2 separate regions of the Arachis hypogaea genome follow, and region 2 is linked to region 1. A link is a contact called in public Hi-C data. All regions are on one chromosome and are shown on one strand. The core of a region is the stretch at or near the end of the contact, and the rest is flanking DNA. Distances in the headings are between cores, read along the strand shown.

Evidence for each region. Hi-C and Micro-C count contacts between places; a contact is called where the count stands out from the background.
Region 2: a Hi-C map of leaf shows a contact between it and region 1, with 2.5 times the contacts expected there. The contact joins the enhancer-like site here to the promoter of LOC112775695 in region 1. A contact is called at or near these places in 3 of 8 Hi-C or Micro-C datasets (leaf and an unstated tissue).

What each region holds. Positions count from the first base shown.
Region 1 is chr19:143,614,602-143,621,643 of arahy.Tifrunner.gnm2.J5K5, forward strand. It overlaps LOC112775695 (peptidyl-prolyl cis-trans isomerase), which reads right to left and starts at 4,221. Exons shown (of 1, transcript XM_025819515.3): 1 at 3,217-4,221. The coding sequence starts at 4,007. The coding sequence ends at 3,489.
Region 2 is chr19:143,718,744-143,725,785 of arahy.Tifrunner.gnm2.J5K5, forward strand. LOC112776437 (peptidyl-prolyl cis-trans isomerase CYP21-4) reads left to right here. Exons shown (of 8, transcript XM_025820599.3): 2 at 1-120; 3 at 604-643; 4 at 849-899; 5 at 1,035-1,120; 6 at 1,708-1,833; 7 at 1,934-2,084; 8 at 2,483-2,998. The coding sequence ends at 2,569. Among protein-coding and RNA genes, the nearest start is that of LOC112776437, 4.3 kb to the left of the region's middle. Within about 2 kb of position 3,323, at least 3 of the 3 cell types and tissues checked have open chromatin away from gene starts, as enhancers often do.

The DNA.
Region 1 (7,042 bases), core at 2,971-5,470:
ATTACTCTTGATTTTTCTTTTTAAGTGTTTTTCTTAGCCTTTTCACTCTATAACTTTTTCTCAATGTCTCTCTTTCTTGCTTTTTATCTCAGAAATAATACAAAAAAAAAATATACAGTAAAATAAGAAGGAGATGATGATTCACAGCATTTATGCTATAAGCCTATAAGTTGAACTGGATTTAGCTCTCTCTGATAAAGCTCTCTATTTTGGCGAAATGTTTCTCTTGAAATAGAAACACTGTCCAAAACATTAAACTCTCTCCCGGTATGAAATTCAGATTCTGATTCTCTCTCCTTACTTTAATAATGAGAATCAATTTCCTTTATATACCTTTTTTGAGCCACGACTAGGATTTTTTTCACCAAGTTAACTTAGCAATCTTTGGGCTTGCAGAACTATTCTCTTGTCTTTCTTCAATCAACCCAAAATTAGAAATTTGAAATCTAATTTGGTTTTACCGAAGAGGGAGGAGCCGCAGAAACTTTTCTTGTTCAGTGATAATCCTAAAATTAAATCCTTAAATTTGTGTTTTGGCTCAAAAAAACACTTTCAACCATTGATTCACAGTAGAAATATTCAGCCACCATTTTTTTCATTTTTTTTAAAATAGTGGTACAAAGAGGAAAAGAAGATGTGAAGCAATTAACTTGCATACAAATAAAAATAAATTACTTTTAACCTCTGATCTTTTTAACATGCTTTTGATTACCTTGATTAGACATTATTTTTTTTATTAACTTTCTTTTTCCTTTTTTTTTCTAGTGTTTGAACACAAACTGAAACTTACTCTCTACTTCCAACCAACATCCAAAGAGAACAAAGCTTTAGGGTTGCTTCACTGAATCTTGATTGGCATTAGACTTGGTTTATTTTTATCTCCATTCAGCTGCTTTGGATTTTCATGATTTGGGTTACAAAACTTACAACAAAAGCAAATTGGGCCTGCACACTAAAATACTTCATCAAATTCACTTAAGTTATTAACCCAATTAACATATTTGTCATCGATAATATATTATTTATGTTCTCATACTCAATTAAGAGGTCGCAGGTTCGAGTCACATATCTTTTTAAATTTTTGCCAATGAGTAATAGCTCAAATCGCATAGACTCCCCATTATCAATTAAGAGGTTGCGCATAAACTCCCCATTATCAATTAAGAGGTTGTAGGTTCGAGTCTCCTATTTTTCTAAATTTTGCCAATAAGTTATAGCTCAAATGACATAGTCTCCCCATACTCAATTAAAAGGTTGCGGGTTCGAGTCTCCTATCTTTAATAAAAAAAAAAAAACAATAGTAATTATTTTATTATTATCGTTAAAAATTTGTTACTAAAAATAATTTTTATTGTAATGTCTTGAACTAAATTATTCTTAAATTATTGAAATCCAATCCCAAGTATCAAACATGAACCTGCTTAAAATTTTGAAGACACAGAACATTTCTCTCCATAAGGAGATTGTTAAAATAATAACTTTTTTCAAAATAAACAATTTGAGGTAAATCTAACCAGGAGAAATCAAGATAAAACGGTACATAATTAAAAATTTTCCACATGGCATATGTATTATGTAATGTGATAAATTGAAAATTTGCACTGATAGGTATGTAATTATTAAAATAATCCCCTCAAATTTAATGCGTTGATTAAATCAATCTATTAAATTTTTGATAAATTAAATTTATCTCTACAGAATCGTTTATTTAAATTTTGTTATTTTTACTTACTCCTAAGAAATTTCTTTTAGATTGTATTAATATTAAACTTCTACTAAACATTTTTATAATTTACAATCAAATCACTACTCTTATTCCCATTTTTTCACAATCAAATCACTCACAACCTATTTTTCCTCTTTTTATATTTATTTTTTTTCTTTTATTTAAATTTTCATTTTATTTAAGTGTAAGAGTTTTATATATTTTTTTCGAAAAGTTGAACTCAATTTTGTAGGATTTAAAACCACATAAATTCAATAATACACTCCTAATGAAAATAAAGAAATTTAAAAGAAAAATTAAAGAGATCAAATTCAATTGATCTTGTAAAATTTTAAAATTAATTTCAATTTTATAGAGTTCAATATACCCGTGTGAAAATAACGGAAGTTTGAGTGGAAAATTGAAGAAAACGAATACAATTGATCTTGGAAACTTTTAAAACTAATTTGATTGAGTGAAAATTTGAAAAACCAATTTGACTACCGTTTTAACCATGTATCCCTAATGATGGATAGTAAATTTCATTGTTTATATGTAATATAGAAAAATAACTTAGAAATTATCATTCTATTTTAATATCAGTTATTTTTTAATAAATTTATGTAAATATACAATAAAAATAATCATATGTAAAATACTATCATGAAAAATAAAAATAACAATATCATCACCCTATAAAAAATTAGCATGCGCCCTGAAAAGTGGATAATAATCTGCCATTTTTTTTAAGTGCATCTTATTAGAGTCTAGGATCTTGGAGGTTTAGAAGGTAAGATTTAGAGTAAGTTCTTTTTTAGAAAGTTTACTTTATTTATTGACCCAACTAATCTGAAGAGTACGGAATGCTTCACAAAGATTGCTTAGTTTGGTTCATATACACTACGTGAAACAACACCTATATTCACAATGCAATTCTCACCCTATACTTGCTCGCTCATGCTATTAGCATCTCTTTGTCCAATAACCACACCTTGAACTTGCAAGCTCTTCCTATATGCTCCATTGCCCCAACTCATTGTGAGCTTTGCATTGCATCTTAAAATTTTGGACTTTTAATCTTAGAAAATTTATTTTTCCATGAGATTGTCTTCCAAGCTTAGGTTCCAATTCTTTTTCTACAACTTTTGAATTTTTTATGCGATGTTATTATCACTCTTCTCCTTCAATGAGATCAACTGCAAATTATATATATATATATATAGCTCTAAAGAAATATAGAGATAGCTAAGCAGTTGTTAGATTGGACAAAGAATTCCAATAGCAGTGTTAGCATGAGTGTTGTTAGGAGTTACCTAGATTGCTTTATGATATTCACTGGTTCTTTATGTTGATTTGCTCCACTTGTTGTATTGAGCTTCTCTCTTTCAAAAAAAACGTGTTAGCAAAAAATAGCAAAAAAATCTAACCAAAATGCAAAATGCAGAATGAACAAACTATAGTATCTCAGTATGCAAAATCATAAACCAAAAGACAAAGCAAACACCCAAATATCAGAAAAGAAAAAACCCCACACAAAGTGCATAACTAAAAATTATAGATACACCATGCATATATATGTAAATATGTCTTAGTTGTCATTACCACCTGCCCACAATTTTATTCTTCTATAGTAGCTCATCTCATAATATTTCTACTATTCAACTTAACACTGTTACTAAAACTAGACGAAAAACAAACAACGATAACTCCATAAAAGGCAACAACACGAGCAGGTGTACATTAAGGTATCAGAGCCACCACTAAACGCTTTGGTCAACACCGTCTAAGACAGTTGACCGCAGTCAGCGACGACCACTGGCTTCGACGTCCTGCCAGAGCTGGACCCAACCTTCTCGATCTCCCTCACGACATCCAGGCCCTCGACAACCTGCCCGAACACAACATGCTTCCCATCCAACCACTCTGTCTTCGCGGTGCAAATGAAGAACTGAGATCCGTTAGTGTTCTGACCCGCATTCGCCATCGACAGGATACCCGGTCCGGTGTGCTTCTTGATGAAATTCTCGTCAGCGAACTTGCTGCCATAAATTGATTCGCCGCCGGTGCCGTTTCCTGCGGTGAAGTCACCACCCTGGCACATGAAGTTGGGGATGACACGGTGGAAGGAGGAGCCCTTGTAGTGGAGGGGCTTCCCGCTGCGGCCAACTCCCTTCTCACCGGTACATAGTGCACGGAAGTTCTCGGCGGTCCTCGGCGTTGTGTCGGCGAAGAGCTCCATGATGATGCGGCCAGCTGGCTGGCCTCCGATGGTCATGTCAAAGAACACCCTAGGATTTGCCATTTTCACAGAAAGCACTAGAAGATGATCACAAGGTACTAATTGGATTTACACTAGTTAGGGTTTAAAATTGGGAACGAGAGGTATATATAGTAGGCTGTGACCGTTCGATTAGGGCACGTGGCATATGTAGTAGGTAACTATGGTTAAGTTGTTCACCGACCTGAGTTAGTGAATGTGGATCCAATTCAACGGAGAAGGATATACTTTTCCACTTATGTTTATTTTGGGGCCTTCTTGACAAACCTGGTCATATTGGGTGGTGTATCTGGAAGCTTCCTTAATCCATCTTAACCCAAAAAAAACAAACGACACCGCTTAATGTGAGAGTGTCAAGAATAAAAAATGAATTCTTCTTGATAAAGTAATATGACAAGATGGAGTATACAGTGCACAGTGCACACGTTTCTGGCATGCATGCACCTAGCTAATTAATGCATTAATGAATTACAGGTAATTACTGTAATTATGTAATTACTGTAACTATGTAATTTCAAGTGGCCAATGAGTAATAGTTTAAATAGCATAATTTTTCCATACTCAATTAAAAAGTTACAGTTCGAATCTCATATCTTTCATAAAAAAAAATAAAATAAAGTGGCGTGAGATCACTTGTCCCTCTAAGCAAAGTCCAAATTATTTGGTAAATTTCTTAGAAAAGATAACATAGAATAAAAATTTTTTTATTTAAAAAAAATGCATCACCATACTTTTGAGTCCAATAAACTCAAAATTATCGCGCTCTACGTGTCCTCTCTCTTGTTATTACTACAAGAAAATGAAACATTTGTAACAAAAATTTTGTATCAAATTTAAAATTATTACGAAAAAATGATTTTTTGTAATAATAATTGGTGATTGTTATAAAAGAATAATATTTTGTAACAACATTAAAAGTTGTTACAAAACATATTAATATTTTGTAACAACATAATTTTTTTTATTACAAATTATATTAGTTTTTGTAACGAACTGTTATTTTGTTACAAAATATTATAATGTTTTGTAACAAAGAATAAAATAGTTACAAAAATTTGAAATATTTTGTAACAAAATATCTTTTTATTTCAAAAATTTCAATTATTTTGTAAGAAAAAATTAATTTGTCACAAAATTCAGCATTGTTTATAACAAGTTATTTGTTTGTCACAAAATATAAGTATATTTTGTAACAAAAAAATTATTTCAAAATGTTAAACACCTAGAGAGTATTTTTTTTAGAATAATTTTATTTTGTTTCAAAAATTAAAATATTTTACATATTTTAAGTAATTTCTATTATGAATAAAGAACCCCGTTAGGGAATCCATGAAATATTTGTACAATATGTACAATGGGCTATGAGTTAAAAAATGAACACCACCCATTCTATTCAGGATCGAACTCTTGACATTTCGAACTCTTGACCTTTCGGATCTAGAGCTCTGATACCATGTCATGAAACCAATCATCTCAAAAGTTTAAGCTGATAGGAAAAGGTAACACTAATGGTTATATCTCTAATACTAAATCGGACATTCTTAAACCTCCATTGTACACATTGTACAGATATTCCATTGGCTCCCTATACTTCCTCATGAATAAATTATGATTTATTTTATTAAATTGAGCTCTAAGAGATTAATTTATTAGGAATGATTAAATTGATTTTTATAAATACTTTAAGTTTAAGTTAATTAATGAGGGGTAAGTACGATTTTGGTCCATAAAGTTTAGCGCCAGAATCGATTTCGTCTCTCTTCTAATTTTGGATTTAAAATCGTCCTTAACGTTTTTTTTCGTATTAAAATCGTCATTTTTAATAAAATTTTTAATTTAATTCCTAAACTACCCCTATTTTAATAAAAAAATAAAATTTTAAAATAAAATAAATATAAAATAAAAAAAAGAAAGAAAGGGATCAGAGAAGCGGGGTGGATGGGGACTGGGGAGAGAAAGAAAAAAAGGGGGGAGGGGGGTCGAGAAAGGGGGTGGGGGAGGGTGGAGGGGGGAGAGAAGGGGGACGCCGCACCGCCGCCCGTCGCCCGCCGCTTCTTCTTCTTCTTCTTCTTCCCGCCACCGTACCGTCGCCCGTTTCTTCCCGCCGCCGCACCGCCGTCCGTTTCTTCTTCTTCTTCTTCTTCTGTGAATTCTGTGAATTTCTGGATTTCTTCTTCTTTTGTTGTGGAATAGTATTGTTACTGATTTGTTGATTTGTTGCTTTCTATTTCTGCTTGTGTTAAATTTGTGTTTGAATTTGTTGATTTTATATTTTTGCTTCTCTGTGTGGAGGTGGAGGTGGAGGTGGGGGGTGGGGGTGGGGGTGGGGAAGGGAAGACGGGGAGGGGGATGGGACGGGTGGGACGCGGGGTAGGGGGAAGGGGGAGACGGGGAGGGGACGGGTGGGGACGCGGGTAGGGGGAAGGGGGAGACGGGGAGGGGGAGGGGACGGGTGGGGACGCTGGGTGGGGGAGGGGAAGGGAAAAGGGAGGAAGGGGACGGCGGCGGCGTTGGTGGTGGTGTTGGTGGTGGTGGAGTGGCAGTGAGTGTTGATGATGATGATGATGGTGATGATGATGTTGATAATGGTGGTGGAGTGGCAGTTGGTAGTGGTGGTGGTGGAGGAGGTAATTATATTGGTAGTGGTGAGGGTATTTTTGTCCAAAAAAAATTAAAAGGACGATTTTAATACGAAAAAAAAAACATTAAAGACGATTTTAAATCCAAAATTAGAAGAGGGACGGAATCGATTTTGGCGCTAAACTTTAGGGACCAAAATCGTACTTACCCCTAATGTTTATGTACAATTTTTTATCATAATTAGTTGTTTTATATAAATTGAAATTAAATTTTTGGTAATAGAAAAATAATAAAAAGTTATATCGATAATCTAAATAATTTATATTTTCGGATTTAAAATTTTATTTTATAAAATGTGATTAATACGTTTATTTTATAATTTGAATTAGAAATAATTATTTGAACTCATTGATATATTGATGAACATTCCGAATTTTTGGATAATTAAATTTATTATATTTGTTGAGAATTTTATTTTA
Region 2 (7,042 bases), core at 2,073-4,572, 100 kb after region 1:
ACAAAGCAAAAGGAAGAAGGGGCCTTCTCGCATAAGTGCCACCACTATTGTGTTTTACATGTTGATTCTTGCCTTGATTGGGTTTTTCCTCTTCGCTACGTATAGATATTGGTCTAACAGGTTAGTAGAAGAATTTCTGTTTCTATCTCTGAAGACAGGTTCATAGGGTGGTGTGGGGACTGCTATGTCATATGTATTTGTTAAAAGTTGATACATAGCGAAGTTGAGATCTAGTTTTGCATCAGTCTTGTGACTGATGATGTTTAAATGCTTCTGTTATGAGATAGTGGGATGTCTGAAAATCTTACTTTGTTGCTAGAGGATTCATTTCACCAATGTCGTGATTGAACCCTCTACATATCTTTTGGTGATTGAACCTTTAGCTTAATTCTGATGTCACTCTAGTCTATGCTGTCTGTCTTAGGCAGTTTTGAAGTTTAATAGGTGCTTTCCACTTTCCATCAATCATTTTGAAGTGATTTTCTTTCTTAAGAAGACGAGTTTAAATGGAATAAGCTTTGGTAATAAGATTTTAGATAAGTCATTTCTCAGGGACGATGAGCATCATCTTTTACCTAACAATTCAATATTACTGTCATTCAGGTCAAGATTTCGATCACAGAATCAATTGGCAGTTTCAGAGGTACATCCTTAAATGCATCATTGGGAGGCGTTTTCAGAATTTCATTCCTTTTATATTTGCTTGTTACCTGATAATCTTGCCAACTGTATGTTCATTTCATTTGAATGCATACATTATTGTATTTGGGTTTTCCCATTGAGAATGTTAATACCTTTTGCTTTTATGGATAGAATCATTGTTTCTAATTTAAACTACCTGTTGGCAGCATGAAACTTCGTATGCAGACTCGAAGAAATCCGAGATACCTGGATATGCTGTAAGTTTTGTTCACCTAGCTGCAGTAATTCCTTTTATTTGTTTTTTTTTTTTTGGAACTATTTTTTAGTTAATTGAAATTCCCATATGAAACTGTTATCTCATAACTTGGCCTCCGTTTTCTTTGTGATTATAGGTTTTAGATACCTCTAAAGGCTCAATAATAGTAGAACTGAACAAGGATAATTCTCCTGAGGCTGTTGATGAATTCATTGACTTATGGTGAGTACTTGTTTTTCCTACGAAATTCATAATTTGAAGGCTGTTGAATGGTTTGGGGTTTGACTTTTGCAAACTTTTCTTTTCCTGTCATTCCCCTTGGTGGAGTGAAGAAAATTGGTATAGCATCTAATATCTATAGTATAATCTCACCTTATAGTGGTTTGGGCATGAGTACCCAATTAAGAGTATATCAGAAATTGAGAGACGATACCTTAACAGTTAGAGGTAGAAGATAAATAGGAAAAAGGCTATAAGTAAAATCATTTAAAAAAGATTTAGATTTTAATGGTTTGACTGTAAACGTGATTTATGATATGGTGTTACGGTGTTTATGGGATTGTGTAGCCAATCCCATCTAGTAGTTGAACAAGGCTCAATTGTTCTTGTTATTAATTTTCAGTCGTAAGTGGATTACAGCATTTGTCACCTTGTTTAAAAACATTAGTTTCTGTGGAAATAACACTGCTTATTATTTATCAATGGAAGTCTAAACAGATCTATGCAAAGCATGAACTGGGCAAATTTTCCTTAAGTGGACCTTGTTTTTGCTTCCAACAAGGATTAATACTTTATATGCTACTTTGCAGTCAAAAGGGGCATTTCAAAGGGATGCTGTTTCACCGAGTAATTAAGCACTATGTGATTCAGGCTGGGGATAACCAAGGAGCAGGAGCTACTGAAGATTGGAACTTGAGGGGAAAGCAACCCACAAGGTTTTTCTAATTCTTTTGGCATTTTGCTTTAGCTATTTAAAGTTTTCGATAACCAATGGCATAGTTTTTCTAATTAATAGATATTATAATAATTATGTAGTGTGAAACATGAAGCATTCATGCTTGGAACTTCCAAGGGCAAGCACACCAACAAAGGATTTGATCTTTTCATTACGACTGCACCGATACCAGATCTGAATGAGAAGCTTATTGTGTTTGGGCGAGTCGTCAAGGGAGAGGATGTTGTTCAGGTGACTGAAATTTGCTTCTCATTGTTATGTCTATGTCCTTTTTGTTGATCATTATCTTTTCCCATTTAGTTAAGGTTTTCTACACATTATCATATATGAGAAGTTAACGATTACCCTTTTTATCGCCAAATTTAAACAAATAATAAACTTCAAATTGTGTTGTTCACTGCAGATATTTGTTAAAATTTCATTTCACCATCTGTATAGATAAGTTAATATTCTGACTTGATTTTGTGTTTTGGAATGAAATTCCATCAAAGCAATTTCAATATTAGTTATTTCACTTATAATCTTTCTTATTTCTGAGAAATAATGATTTAATGCCGGCAACCTGTGCAAAATCAACCATAGATTTCATTATTAAGCTTCATATTCAATGTTACATTACCCTGTGCCAGGAAATTGAAGAAGTGGATACAGATGAACATTACAAACCTAAAGTCTCTATTGGGATACTTGATGTCACTCTTAAACAGAAGATCTGAAGGCTGATTGATAGATGAGGAGCATAATGATGTCTCATATTCACGCTGATTAACCGGTTTCGATATGGTCAAATCTTTTCTACAGGGACGATGAACATAGCGGATTTTACCTGGGGGGGTTCATCAATCAAGTGTTTTGAGCCTTGATGTTGTTTTTGCCATTGCATGTGTAGTTGTTAACAAAAGGGATTATGCAATCTCCTTTCCTTACCTCACTTATGTCAATTTTCTTTTCTATTATCTTCCTTTCTTTTTACCTATTATTTTCCCCCTATTTTGTAATTGAGGATGGGGTGTGGGAAGGTTTTGCAGTTTCTTGTAAGGTTTGGGTTTAGGGGGTTTTTAATTTTTTTTTTTTAATTTTTATTTGGGATTACTCTTCATTACTCGTTAGTGACCCGAATGAAATTACAAAATCATTTTGCTTTTTGCTTTGCCTTATTATGCAATTCATGTATCTTCTATGTTTCAATTGATGCCCAATTTTGATGAGAAGCCATTATGCTTAGCTTTGCGTCATTTACCTCATAAAAAAAAAAAAAAAAAGCTTTTGTGTCATTTACTTGATTGATGCTTAGGTTCCATTTGCTTAGGAATTCAGCAACAAGCTATAATAATTCAGAGCATTGTAATTATATTGAAAATAAAAGTATATAAAGCTTTTGAAAAAGATCTGCAAAGGGTAATGTCTTTTCTATTGGGGAACATCAGTGTCATAGCCTTTTTATTTTTTTTTTGGGGTCAATAGTGTAATAGCTTTGTGCTCGGGACCCGAATGGGGTATTATTTTCTCCTCGTGCCCAGACTAGTCTTCAGTAGTTGGGCCCAATAGTAGATAAATGGGCTGCCCAAAAATGGAGCGTGACAAAACTTGGATTGATTTCACCAACAAGAAAACAGACAATTAATTCTTCAACAACAACTCTCCACAGGAGACTTGGCGCAAATAGTAGATTCGTTGGCTTTTATGCAAGATCACTTGGGAACATGAGTTTAACTTATGTAGTGTGCATTGGGGTATCTAAGATTGAGGTTGTTCATTCTACCGAAGAAAAAAAAAAAAAACTTATGTAGTGTGGAATATAAAAACCCATATAGTTGTGCATATGGGTGGGTGGATGTGGGAGTTTGTGATCTAATGTGTAGTATTAGATGTTGTCTAATTTATCTGAATAAAAAAAATTGAGAGAAAATTTTATTATTTTTTTTATAATATGGCATTATTTTATTTTTTCTTTTATATCTTTATTTTTTATTTTGTCTGCATGTGGTCGCTTATCTATCTCAACATTCTCATCTTAATCATATTTAACTTATGTTTATGTTTATTTTTTGCTGTTCAATACTCTGTTCTATATAACATAACTGATCTAATAGAAATATAATAATTTTTATTTTTAAGATATTTTTTTACCACATATAATACCAAATTCCTTCTACCACTTTAACTAATTCGCTTGTATTATATATTTTACATCATCCTCAATTTCTTCGTTATCTTAATGCTTAAAATATTTTATTTGTAATAGGATGATTTTTCCAATTATTATATTTGTATTATTGTTTCTCCCTCGCCTACTGAATTTATATTCCATGTTCTGCATCAAATTATTAGTTCTTCATATAAATTAAATCATAATATATGAAGTAAAATCTTAATTGATCTTTTACAAGCCAAATATTACTCTGAATGCATTGGACAAGGTAGCGAAATAAGAAATGAGTTCAATTAGGGAATCAAATATTTTTTAGTTAATATTAATTAATTTTTTTAAAATTATCTTTTATTTTAAATTTAAACATTAAATCTTAAATTTTGAATTTAAAATTCTAAATTTTAAATCTTAAATGCTAATTCTAATTCCTAGATTGTCCAAAAAGTGAAGGTTAAAAAGCAGTTTTATACTAACAAATTATTTTTACTACTGTTAGCTATTTAACAATTAATTAGTTCCTATACTTATTCATAAGTATCTGGATTTAAGACAAAACAAATGAGTAACAATCCTAACTGGCTATTTAATAATAGGAGTTGACAGGAGTTGACAGCACCTTTGTTAATTACTTAAATTAATTCTATATATTATTATTAGATGAGTTAACGACTCCTCTTAAACATTTATTAGTAGTATTTTTAACTAAGTAGGTTGGGTTTGCATTGTTGAAAGTTGAAATTGACCCTTCAATTGATCTTATTGGTTTGGTGGTTGATTAAAAACTTTGATTTGAATTTCCATTTAAATTTGATAAAAGACCTCTATCTCTATACATATCTGGACAAACTAATTAAACTCAGATTCATGTAACCACAACTGTCATTTATTAGTGTAAAGTGAAAAAATGTGTCATCAAAATATTTAATAATTAAACCATTGCATTTTGACCCAGGTCTAGCTAATTGAAACAGTGCAAATCATAGTTGCAAAAATTTGAAGAGATTTTATGATTAACATCATTTGTAAATCATTAATTAGTATTTATACTTGGTGAATATCAAAAAGAGGAAAAGAATAAAGGGAAGAGTTTGATGAGTCCTTTTAAATGTATTGAACTTGAAATTTATGGAGCTAGGTAAAAAGCTTATTGGGTCCCATAATGCTGAGATGCAAGCCACATATATATATAGAGAATGTGATTTTTTAAGGAAATCTAATCCATGAAGAACAAGCAAAGAAATCATGAAAGATTTGGCAACCTAAGAGTAGCGGTATTAGTTTAAGAGTAAGTTATATATATCGCACCAAGTGAATATATGTGGATCATTATTGTGGAGGATTATATTGGCACTAATTACTTTATGTTATATGACAGTTTAATTATTGAAAGAAAATATTAATGAAAAAGTTTTGGTAACCAATATTGTACTATTAATATTGCAGCTAATACTTAACATAAGGAAAAAAAATATTTGAAAATTTTTTCAATAAGAACATTTGAATCTCAATTAAAAGAAATATTTGAAATTTTTTTTTGGTATAAAAAATATTTAAAATTTAAACTCAACAAAAACTTATTTTTAATTTGCTTCATACTAAATTTATTTGATAACGTGCTATAATATTAACTGAAATTGGTTGCAATAGCAAAAACTATCAAAAACTAATTTGAACTATACACAATAATAGAGCACAATTTTATGATGACTTCTCCAACAATGATATGAAAGAAAAGATAAATAAAAAGACAAGGATTGAAATTGAATAAAAAAGATAATTTAAAATTAAAATATAAAATATAAAAATAAGTTGAAATTAAATATAAAGATAATTATTTTATTTTTTATTTAATTTCTTGATGTAACAAGAGATTTACTCAACTTAACTTGTTTACACTATAGTTTAAGAATTAAATTGAAGAGAGTCACTTTAATTTTCTACCTAATTTTTTAATACAATAGGAGAGGGACTCACTTAATTTCATTTGTCTATACTATAATTTTATCACAAAATAAAAAAATACTTTGACACTCCTTTGAGATCTCTATAACAGAGACAATAATTTATGAGATATTTATAACTTTTTATTAGGTTAAAATAAAGAAAATCCTAAATCTACTAACATAAAGGCCAATTTAATAACTAAATAAATAAAATCAAAATACATAAAATTAAATTGAACATTCTGATATTTAAAAATATAAACTAATAACTATTAAATAATAGTTCAACTCTTCATATCACAAATATTTAAAACATAAATTATTCTCTTTTAAAAAAAAAAAGATTCATCATCAAATCTTGTAGTTAAAAAAATAATATATAAAAAAGACAAATACAAAAAAGATATATATATTTCTTTTACATTGTATGTTTTTTTATTTTATTTTAAATAATAAAATCAACAAGAATGAAACACAAAAAGACAAGGACAATAAAAACATAAAAAAAGACGCGAGAGATATTAGAATTTTTTTTTTTTTTGGGATACAAGAAGAAGAAACATATATTAATAAGGATTAATTTAATATCTGAAATCTGATATTAAATTATACGAAATAAAAGATAAATAAGAAGACAAGGATTGAAATTAAATGGAAGATATAATTTATAATTGAAATAAAATATAATTAATCCAATTTTTTAAAAGATAGGTTGAAATAGAATACAATTAATCGAATTTCTTGAAATAGAGTATAGAAAGATAGGTTGAAATTGAATTAAAAAAAATCGCTCTATATTTTATTCAATTTCTTGATATAACAAAAAAGAAAGTCACTCAATCTAATTTGTCAACACTATAAATTTAGAAATTGAATCGAAAAGAATCACTTAACTTTTTACCTCACTTGTGTGCACAATAATTTCATCACGAAACTAAAAAGTACGTTGAAATATCTCTATTATTTATAACATCTTATTTAGTTAAAAAAAATTTCTAAACCTATTAACATAAAGTTCAATCTAATAACTAAATAAATAAAATTAAAATATATAAAATTAAAATAAATATTTTAATATTTAAAAATATAAATTA